Regions from separate parts of the Mus musculus genome. Here region 2 is linked to region 1. A link is a contact called in public Hi-C data. All regions are on one chromosome and are shown on one strand. The core of a region is the stretch at or near the end of the contact, and the rest is flanking DNA. Distances in the headings are between cores, read along the strand shown.

Region 1 (5,242 bases), core at 1,929-4,428:
TGAGATTACCCCAGTGTCTCAGCGTTACATTGTTTCGATGAAACACCAAGACTAGCCAGGCAGTGGTGGTGCATGCCATTAATCCCAGCATTTGGGAGGCATAGGCAGGCAGATTTTAGAGTTCAAAGCCAGCCTGGTCTACAAAGTGAGTTCCAGGACAGCCAGGGCTACACAGAGAAACCCAGATTTGAAAGCAAAACAAAACAAATGAACAACAACAACGACAAAAATCAAAACACCGAGACCAAAAGTAACTTGGGAGGAAAGGGTTCGTTTGGCTTGTGCTTCCATACCATCATTGTCAGGCCAGGAACTAAGGCAGGGCAGGAACCTGGAGACAGGAGCTGACACAGAGGCCATGGCGGGTGCTGCTTGCTTACCCCCTTGCCTCCTATAGCATTCCAGAACTACCAGCCCAGGGGTGGCCCCACCCACAACTGGCTGCCCCCCCCCCCACTTGAATCACTAATTAAGGAAATGCTGGATGCCTGTAGCCTATCTCATTGAGGCATTTTCTCAGCTGACATACTGCTTTGACGGCCAGCTAAGGAGATCAGACATGGCAAGACAAGGTATTTGGGGTGTCTTGCCATGTTAAATACTCAGAAACACCAGCAAGAGCAGCTCTAGCAAAGTGGAGACAGCAAACGTGCAAGAAAGAACCGGAAGAAAGAAAGTGCGGTTAGACTAGAGTGATTGACATTTACACAGTACAGAGATTGCAGAGAGATGAGGCAGGGAATGGAGAGGACCAAGGCCAAGGGGACTCAGAGTAAACATATTCATAGATGTTAATTACAGGGACTTATAGTAAACATACACAGATGGTAATTCCCTTTGGGAAGAGCATGATTGTTGTAAGACAAAGGGATGATTGTTGGTGTCAGCGCCTTGGGTTCCTGGACGGAGGAAACAGTGTACTGTGGTTCTGCTTCCACTTGGCTGTTAGGATACCAGGCTCACGAGATTCTAACACGCTGCTTAGTGGAGACAAAATGCAGCCTAAGATAGGGACCCCAGCCCATGTGAGAAATGGCGGGGGTTGGGACAGAGGCTGTGGTTCTCAAACTCCTGTGCATTTAGATGTTGCTGGGATCCTTAAAGAGTTGAAAATGGGGGCCCAGGGCCTGAGATGGGGGAATCCAGCTTAATTCAGGGTGAATGCTAGGAGTATAGAGAGGTCTTCAGAGGGCTGGCACGGCTCTGTATAATAAACGCCTCCCTCAACAGACGTTCTTGATGAGGGAGACAGTCCTTGCTTGTCCAAACTACTTTATTCGTGGTGGAAAATGCATACTACTTACTCAGAGTGAACCAGAGATTAAATCCCTTTTGTAAGGAAGGGATGCCCGGGAAGGGAAGCTTATTGGCTAAACCCTTGGGGCACATAATTTGCATGGAGAAGTCTTGCCTTCTATGCTACATGACCAGGTGTCATAGTCCTCTTAGTGGGGTGTCTAGGTCACATGCTGCAGGACAAGAACCTGGCCAGGAGTGTATTTAAATGCCTACCGTTCTCAGTTATGAGAATTGCCAGGGTTCCTTAACCTGCTCGACCCTACCTGTCTGGTGGCATGGTCCGATGCCCCACAGTGTACCACTGGAGAAACTGCTACTTGGAGCAGATACAATGCCACTCACTGAAAGGGGACAGTGTTGTGCAGGACCTCTGGTCCTGAAAGTATGGTAGATTGTGTTCTATGGAGAGACACTTTCTCTGGTTGTTTTACTTGGCAAACTCGTTCAGTACGAATGAGGGAGCAGGAAGGGTGCTGGACATTTGAGAGGGGGAGGAGGTATGAAGAAGTACACAGAACTCAGGGGTCAAAGATGGAGAGTGTACGCCCTGGGGTTTCCAGCAGTGGCCAAGGGCCACCTGAGATACACGGTCCTTAATTTAAAGTGAGAATAGAGCCAGGTGTGGTAAGGCACACCTGTCACAAAGCACTCAGGAGGCGAGGCAGAAGGATCACAAGTTCGAGGCTAGCCTCTTCTGCATAGCCAGCAGGACCCTCTCTCAAAAATAATGAATAAATTATTCAAAGTGAGTGCAATTTGATGCGCGTACGTGGTGTGCGTGCATGTGACTCTTGCCAGTTTAACTGGATGAAGCAAGGAGAGGGGACGGGATGGTGCTTTTGTAGAGGAAGACACTTGTGGGGTTACACACAAAGCTTGGCATGGCACGTGTGCTGGGTTTGGGACAGCTAAGGAGATCCAGGGGGATCGGCCTGGTGGGAGGAGTCTGTGTGAAAACAGCATAGGGGTACTAGCCGGGGAGAGGGGAGCTCCGATGGGGAATAACTCTGATTCCAGAAGCATGTCTTAGGTGTCCACTGTGACTGATACCGTCCTAAACACCACAGTACTGCAGTGAGTGGTAGGACATCTCTGTGCTCAGAGCTGCCACCCTGCCAAGGAAAGCTATGGTAACATCAGTGGTTTGGAAGAAAGAAGCTATAAGCTAGCTCAGGGGAAGTGCTGCCCCATCCCTTGGGATCCCAGTTGAAAGCAGAACTTCCACTCTGATTTGTTTTTTATCTTCAACATCTGTTTCTATGTCCCCAATTTTATAGTATGTTGGCAGATGTATATTGATTGAGTACACATATATGTATATCAATAAAATGTGTGTGTTGAGAGGTGTTTGCAGAAAATATGTTTACTTATGGAAATGCTTGACTGAAAACATTTGGAAACCACGAACCGCATGGAGATAGCAGCAGAGGAGATACTGTAGCAAACCCTGACACAGGACATAGTCAAAGAAGTTGATAAAGGATTAGGTCACTCCGCAGCGTGCAGACCCTGAGTTATCCCATCCTGTGTTGGGAGTGAAAAATGCCTAAGTGGTGAGCCTTCGAGAAACGAGATAAAAACATCACAAAGACTCTGTAATGACTGGGCTGTCAAACCCCAGCAATCCTCCATGACCATGTGGAAATACTCAAGAGAAGCCAGGTGCCCATTGGTGAGACCAGCCATGGAGGGACGTCCTTACCAGGAATGAACTCATTTCATAAGGAATATTGGACCACACAGCCACTAAGTATCTTGTAACTTTTAGCATCTGTGTGTGTGTAAAGAATGAGCTGGGACCTTCGAACTCTTATTATGGTCTCTTGCTGCAGAGAGTCGGACTGGAGAAGGGTGAGTCACACAGCCTTGACTCTCCTGAGGGCAATGGCTGCTCAGATGACAGGGAAGAGGGAGCGAGGGGTGGGAGAAGGAGGGGATGTGTCAGTATTTCCAGCTCTCAAATTGGGATGCCTGAGTAGCAGATGTGACCATGTGTTTCTGTGCTTGGTTATTTTCCTATAGTGATTCATGAGGGCCCCATAGCATGAGGAAAGTCACCAAGAGAAGCCAGGCATGGCAGCTCAATGTGCTTTGCAACCTCAGAATTTAGGAGGGGGATGAGAGTGGGGCCAGCTTGGGTTACGAAGGGAGACCCTGTCTCAAATCAAACCCCAAAGCAGAAAGCAAGATGGGAAACCACCAACAGGCAATTCTTAATGGTGGAAAGGCATTCTGTGCGTGGCTGTCTCCAGGATTTATAGATGAGGAAACTGAAGTTCAGAGAGACCCAGTGATAAACGCAGAGTCAACCAGCTGAGAAATGGTGGAAGAAGTGTCCAAAGCCAGGATGGCTAACTTCAAACCCTGTGTTTACTGTCCTACATACCTTTGAAAGACACACTGGGCTCTAAGAGGTCAAAAAAAGCAAATACGCATGTAGAAGGCACAGTTCAGTATGACAAAGAGAGCCGAGCTAGAACTGTCAAAAGCAAACGATAGGTTCCATAAGATAAGAATTTTTGTTTTTGTTTTTCTATTTTGTTTATTTTGTTTTGAGTCAGGGTCGTATATAGCTCAGGCTAGCCTGGAACTTACTATGTATCCGAGGATGCCTTTGAATCTCTGATCGCCCTGGTCTGTGTCTCAAGAGATGGGACTGCAAGCATGTTATCACCACACTGAGCTAGAGTTTTCTCTCACACATAATTCTCAGAGTTCCTTCTAACTTCTGGCTCTGTGTTGGTACAGCTCCACTTTCTGACTGTGTTGCCTCAAGATCCTGTTTCCATGTCTTATTCACCATGACAGGCTGTGACAGGAGACTCCGAGTCAAAGCTAACCACGCCTTCCTTACATTGCTTTGGTCAATTTATCATAACAGCAAGCAAGAAAGGTCACTACCAGAGCAGAGACTGAAGTGTGTACCTTCTAAATTCCGAACTCGAATCTCTAATGCCTAAATCCATAACATGACTGTAGTTGGGGCCATAAGTGTTTCTTGACTTATAGTGGGGTTAGACGTTCAAGTGTATAGCAAGTTCAAAGTATCAGTCAAACTGTCTTTAGTACACCATACAGAACACCCTACCTGGGCTCACAGTGCACAGTGTTGGTCAGTCTCCCATGACCATGGGCCTCCTGGAGGCTGTGCTCACTGCCCTGATCAAGTATCATACTGTGTCTTGCTAGCCCAGGGAAAAGACTGGGACTCAAAGCCCTGTTGCTACTAAGTGCAATTTGCTTTTGCATCATCATAAGGTCGAAAATCTTAAAGGACCCATCATAACTTGAGGGTGCTCTGCAGTGTTTTTTACAGAGACAATAAAGTTCAAATGGAGCCATTAAGGTGGATCTTAACCCTCCGTGACTAGTGTCCTTATTGGGAAGGAGATATGGAGGCAGTACACACAGAGAGAATATCATGAAGAGATGAAGACAGACCCCAGGGTGATGTGTCTATAAATCAAGGAACACTGGTATCAGCCTGCAAAACACCAGAGGCTGGGGAGAGGCATTGGAGAACATCTCTTCCATCCTGAGCAGGAGCCAAAGGTGCCAACACCTCTCTGTTGGTCTTCTGGCCTGCAGAGTGGTGAGGTTGCAATACACTGTCTAAGCTACGCAATGAGGGGTTGTTTTGGCTGCCCCAGAACATTCATCCAGCCTGTGTCACACAGAAGTACCTGGCACACACTCAGTATTTGATGAATACTTTTTGGATGAATGACTGAATGCGTGAAGAAATGATTTTTGAGCAGATGAGTCACCTCTTGCTTCCTCTGCCTTCAGCATTTCCCCCCTCTGTCATAAACTATGCGTGGTGCAAACTGATCTAGAGAACAAGGCAATAGAATCTTGAAGGCAAGGAGAAGCAGCTGCCAGCAGCTACATTTCCCAGAAACTCTCCCCTGGCTGCAGATGTGAGGGTCTTGGCCAGGGTGGC
Region 2 (5,980 bases), core at 1,822-4,321, 160 kb before region 1:
ACAACCATCTGTAATGGGATCTGATGTCCTCTTGTGTTCTTTTTCTGAAGATAGTGACAGTGTATGCACATATAAATCTTTTTATAATATAAAGTTATATTTTATATATATATATATTTTATATATATAAAGTTAATATATATATAAAACAAATCTTTTTAAAAAGGAGAGATGTATAGCAAAACCGGTTCAAAAGGTTAAATGCCTCTCTTCCTGCAGAAGGGATAGCATGTGCCAAGATCCTGGGAATCTTGTGATTGTAGGAATGAATGTGAGCTGCTGATGTTCTGTTTATGAATCCAAGAGGATGGCCTGAAATGAGATCGTTGCATGGCGATCTCTTCATTTAGGTTTTCCAGCAAAGAGTTCTCTATTCTCCAACATCTCTCCATCGCACTCTCCCGACTTGGATGCTTAACCCCTTTCTCACTTGGACACTGCATTTTCCTCTTATTGCCTCATTAGCCAGAGAGCAAACTGTATTAGGGCAAAAATCCCTGATGAGCGTGTTCAACTCGGCAGCTGTAACAGCGCTCACCTCAGGCAGCCACACAGCTCACATCTCAGCTAAAGCATGTGGGGCCAAGTGTCTGGGGGAATGGAGAGTATTTCCGAACTTAGAAAGTCATATGGGGGGCACTTAGATTGTTAGAATACTCACTTGAGGCTTGAGTATCCCACTTCCAAGAACCCTTGCCCATCTCTGTATAGTACAGGGAGTAAATGAATATATCCAGGGATATATATATATATATATATAGATAGATAGATAGATAGAGAGAGAGAGAGAGAGAGAGAAGAGAAGGACTTCAAATAGTCTCATAGCCAATCAATCGAGGAGTCTCGTCTGAAGAGTTTGCTGCCAACTTCCAGAAAAAGCTGGATTTCAGAACATGTTGGAGCAGACCTGGGTCCAATTAGCATGTGCTGAATGCATAAATTTAAAAAAACGTAACCAGGGCCCGTGTCCTGTGGTGGGGCTGGCTCTATTTTGAAATAAAGCAGACACGGTCATTAGAACTCCTATCTGCACAGAACACAGGCAGATAAATAGCAATGGAGTTCCACACCTCAAATGAGATGCCTTTGCCCAAGGAAGTGAGCCTGCAGGTCAGTCATCAAAGGAAGATGATTAAGCCTCCCCAGCCCTGACTCAGTCCCTCATTGTTTCAAATTGTTTCATCTTTGTTTCAGCACTGGACTTTTGGAGGGTTTTTTTTCTCTTTCTTTCTTAAAAAGTTAAAAATCACATCTGTTTATTTATTATGAATAATTGATTAATTAATTAATTGTGTGTGTGTGTGTGTGTGTGTGTGTGTGTGTGTACCAGATCTTGCATGCAGAGGTCAGAGAATAACTTGTTTCTCTCCTACCATTGTGAGTTCTCGGATCAAACTCTGATTATCAGACTCAATACCCACGGAGCCAATTTGCCAGCCCCGCTCTCTTTTATTGAGGACCACAATCTAGGACCTTGTACATCCAAGGCGAGTAGTGCTCCACTGCTGAGCTCCGTTCACCCTGGGGGATCTGGTCTTATTCCTTAATGTGATGGAGGAACAGGGGTGGGAGACAGGAATTCACATCCCAGACAGTGTTTCTTTGTTTCTTCCCTCCTGGCAGGTCACAGGGTCAACCCAGGTCCTCCTTGAGAGAGCTCAAATACCAGGCAGGATGCTGATAGGACTGGAGACTTGGCAGATGGAGCAGGGACACATTTGGGGCTTCCCAGGGTGCTGGCAGCTTCTATCATGAAGTCAGGGACAGGATCTACACGTGTATGCTGCTTCTGACATAACACCCTCTCAGAAAGCCCATGACTGCTGGCCTTTCCCCGAGGGTCTCCAGAGATCTCTCTCCCACCCTTCCTTCTACTCCCCTCCTGTCTCCCTTAGTTCTTTTCTTCAATCAATTACTTATTAACGCTCATCAACACCCGCTCCGTGCCAGGCCCTGGCCTGGGTACAGTGGTGATGAGGTTACATTTTGGTTCAGTGGATTATAGTAGGATGCAGCTTTGATCCCACTAAACGCCTTAAAAAAAGAAAACTCTTTTTGACTTTGTGTTAGGGCCATTTGGGAGGCCGGGAGATGGCAACTGTTTTATGGTCTTGGTGTCTGACAGACCTGCCTACAAACATTCTTCCTGGAGAGGTTTGTTTTTGTTGTTTTGTTTTTGAACTGAAGGGAACTCCAAAGCTCCTTTTTCTCATCTATAAAATGTGACGTACAGTTTAGCACTGTCATAGTCAGGGTTTCTATTCCTGCACAAACATCATGACCAAGAAGCAAGTTGGGGAGGAAAGGGTTTATTCGGCTTACACTTCCATACTGCTGTTCATCACCAAAGGAAGTCAGGACTGGAACTCAAGCAGGTCAGGAAGCAGGAGCTGATGCAGAGGCCATGGAGGGATGTTACTTACTGGCTTGCTTCCCCTGGCTTGCTTCTCTCTTATAGACCCAAGACTACCAGCCCAGGGATGGCAGCACCCACAAGGGGCCCTCCCCCCCTTGATCACTAATTGAGAAAAGGCCTTACAGTTGTATCTCATGGAGGCATTTCCCCAACTGAAATTGCTTTCTCTATGATAACTCCAGCTTGTGTCAAGTTGACACACAAATCCAGCCAGTACAAGCATTCTGTTGTAGTGGTGATTAGATGAGATAGGTTGTTAGTAATAATGGTTAACACGTAACTGGTAAAGATCTATCCATTTGTTGAGTGTCTTTTATATCCCAAGCAGAGTTCTGAAGGCTAGGGAGACAGATGTGAGAAAAATAAGCCATCTATGCTGAACTCACAAAAGCCTGCGCCGGCTAGACTTTCTAGGTATCTCAAGTGGAGTTTGAAGTCAGGCTGGTGCCAAACTATTCTTGTGCATCTCATCAGCTTGCCTCTGGCTGCACAAGAAATGGTGAGGAGAAAACTGCAGAATGCAGTGGTCAGTCAGTCATGTGCGAGCCCGTCGGAACACATCAGCTGAGCACCTGCATGTGCCTGCCCTGTGGGATGTGACTGTGACACACAGCCAGGCGAGACTGCTACTCTCATGACACACTGTGGCAAGAATAGTGATGACAAACAGGTGAGTAAGATACTTCCCAGTAGCCAGAGTGCCATGAGGAATGGGGAGGTGTGCTCAGGAGGAAGCAAGAGGTGGAATGTTCTGGAAGAGATTCTGGGGAATCAGACAGCTGAGCTGAGTCTGGGATCGGGCATTGGCTGCAGGAAGGGCCAGAGCAAGCATTGCTGGCCACCATTGAGTCTTTCCAGTGGTTTTTCTATTCCAGCGTCCAGCTGTTTCTCATCTAGTTCCAGAGGAAAATGATGTAGAGAAACTTGTGTTTTGTCGAAGATTTATAATTTAACCTTTCTGGTTCTAGAGCCAATTCTGCCATGAACAAACAATCTTAACTCCACAGTTTCCTCTGAGCGCTGGGACTTAAGAATTCCTTTCAGAGGGCCAGCTGCGTGAGTTCTTCTGCTGACACGCACCAGGAAATGATCCATCTCTAGACTTTGAATCCAAAAGGTCCTTTTCTAAATGTCCTCTCCATAACTGGTCTCCAGTGAGTCAGCGCTGCACCAGCGGAATGTGACTCACTCTGCCTAAAGAGAAAATGGAAGGATTCTCAAATATATTGAGGTCTACGAACAGGAGGATCTGAAGCACGCCCACGAGACTTAAAGCAGTTTACCTGTGGCAGGCATACACAGAGAGGTGTCCATTCCTTATCTTTGTGGTCCAGCCTAGTTCTGACTACAGGCAAGATCATTCTTTGCAATGAAAGACATCTTAAAAAAGTATTCTTTTTATTTTATGAGTGAATGTTTTGCCCACATGTATATGTATGTACCACATGTATACTTGGTGTCGAAAGAGGTCAGAAAAGGACATGAGATCTCCTGGAACTAAAGTTGTGAATGGTTTTGAGCTACCATGTGCGTGCTAGGAATTGAACTCAGGACCTCTGCAAGAGCAGCAAGTGCTCTTAACCACTGAGCCATCTCCCTAGCCTGAAAGTAAATTTTTTTTTTTAAATTCTGGGTTTATAGAGGATGGCTCAGTGGTTAAGAGCACATACTGTTCTTTTAGAGTCTGGTACTCAGTATCCATGGTGACAGGCTCACAACCACTTGTAACTCCAGGGGGAAGCTGGCTCCTCTGGCTCCTCTGGCTCTCTTGAGCACCTGCACTTAGGTGCACACATCCACACTCAGACCTTCCATACACACAATTAAAAATAACAATAGTAAATCTTTAATTAAAAAGTCATTTCTTTCCATTACCTGTATAAATGTGTTTTTTTTTTTTTAAAAATTGTAAGAGGGTTCAGAAAATCCTTGGCCATGTCTTTATGTTAGATCCTGAACATATGATGAGTATAGCCAAAGAGAATCGCCCTTAAGGTAGATTACACCATAGACTACAATACCAAAGGCAGTTGGATGCTACAAGGAAGGAGAGCTGCAGAGACGGCTCAGTGGCTGAGAACTCTTGCTGCTCTCAGAGGGCTCAGGTTTGGTTCTCAGAACCTGCACAGAGGCTCACAGCTGTCTGTAACTCCAGTTCCAGCGGATCTGACAACCTCTTGTGGCCTCTATGGGAAGCAGCCGTATGTGTAGTTCAGACATAGATGCAGGGAAAAAGAAAACACCCATTAACATAAAATATTTTTTTTAAACTTAAAAAAAAAAAAAAAGGAAAATAGACTTGTCATGGTTTGGACACAAAATGGCTTCAAAGTCTCCTGAGTTGAAGACTTGGTTACCAGATGGTGGCATTACATAGAGGTCATTGGATCACAAGGGCACTAATGTCCGTGGATTAGCTCATTACTGTGTTGGTAGCTGTCTGGGGTGCTGGGGTTTAGTTGGAAGAAGTGGGTCACTAGGGAGGCACACCTTTGAAAGCTATGTCTTGCTCCAGGCCCTTCCTGTTTTTCTCTACTTCCTGGCTTCTCTGCCACACAACTCTCCCGCCATCATTATGATAGTCTGCCTCTCTCCAGGCCTGAAGAGGTGGACTTTGAAAGCATGAATTAGACTAAATCTTACCTTTAAGATTTTTTCTTTTGACAGATGTGGTGTTCTAGGCCTTCAATCCCAGTCCTTGGGAGGCAGAGGCACCAGGATCTCTGTGGATGGCAGAGCAGACTGCTCTATGTGGTGAGTTTCAGGCCAGCCAGGGACACACAGTGAGGCCCTGTCTTGAAAGGAAAAGAAGGTTTTTTTTCTTCCCCAATTACTTTGTTGTGGCATTAAAGGTTGATCAGCACAGCACCCCTTGACTTGATGAGGGACACATCCTGCCCTCGACGGAGGAGGATTAGAAGTAAATTATCCACTGCATCATAACATTAGTCAATGGCAAAAGCTACCATTAGCCCCCTCCAAACCCAAAACAAACCCAAAGATGTTGACAATACTATTTAATCAGAACAGCGATTTGCATTTATGTAGATAGTAAGTGCATTTTATAGTAATACTACCAATTGAATTTTATTTTTGCTTTAATTAAAAAGATGTTTTTGTGGGCTGGAGAGATGGCTCAGTGGTTAAGAGTACTGACTGCTTTTTCAGAGGTCCTGAGTTCAATTCCCAGCAACCATATGTAGCTCATAACCATTTGTAATGGGATCCAGATGCCCTCTTCTGGTGTGTCTGAAGACAGCTACAGTGTGCTCATACACATAAAATAAATAAATAATTTTAAAAAGGAAGAAAGATTGTTTTTTAAGAAAGGTGTATTTGTTTTTATTTTATGAGTATGAATGTTTGTCTTCGTGTATGTAAGGACAACACATGTGTGCAGTTCCTATGGAAACCGGAAGAGGGCGGAGAATAGCCTGAAACTGGAGGTAGGGGCAGCTGTGAGTCACTGTGTGGGTGGTGGGAACTGAACAACCTGTGTCCTGTGCAAGAGCAGTCAGTGCTCTTAACAGCTGAGACATCTCTCCAGCCCATCAGTGGAATTAA

Evidence for each region. A called contact is a pair of places that touch in the nucleus more often than the background predicts.
Region 2: a contact with region 1 is called in a Hi-C map of embryonic fibroblasts, with 2.6 times the contacts expected there. The contact joins two enhancer-like sites. A contact is called at or near these places in 1 of 15 datasets of contacts at CTCF or cohesin (the NIH/3T3 cell line), 4 of 484 Hi-C or Micro-C datasets (the HL-1 cell line, embryonic fibroblasts and epiblasts) and 1 of 115 datasets of contacts at active chromatin or transcription factors (vascular smooth muscle cells).

What each region holds. Positions count from the first base shown.
Region 1 is chr5:74,775,522-74,780,763 of GRCm38.p6, reverse strand. No RefSeq gene overlaps it. Among named protein-coding and RNA genes, the nearest start is that of Lnx1, 75 kb to the right of the region's middle. Within about 2 kb of position 3,178, at least 41 of the 459 cell types and tissues checked have an H3K27ac peak or open chromatin away from gene starts, as enhancers often do. A contact at or near this core is called in the HL-1 cell line, the NIH/3T3 cell line and embryonic fibroblasts, where this site is marked.
Region 2 is chr5:74,933,367-74,939,346 of GRCm38.p6, reverse strand. No RefSeq gene overlaps it. Among named protein-coding and RNA genes, the nearest start is that of Gm52779, 7.9 kb to the left of the region's middle. Within about 2 kb of position 3,071, at least 56 of the 459 cell types and tissues checked have an H3K27ac peak or open chromatin away from gene starts, as enhancers often do. A contact at or near this core is called in the HL-1 cell line, the NIH/3T3 cell line and embryonic fibroblasts, where this site is marked.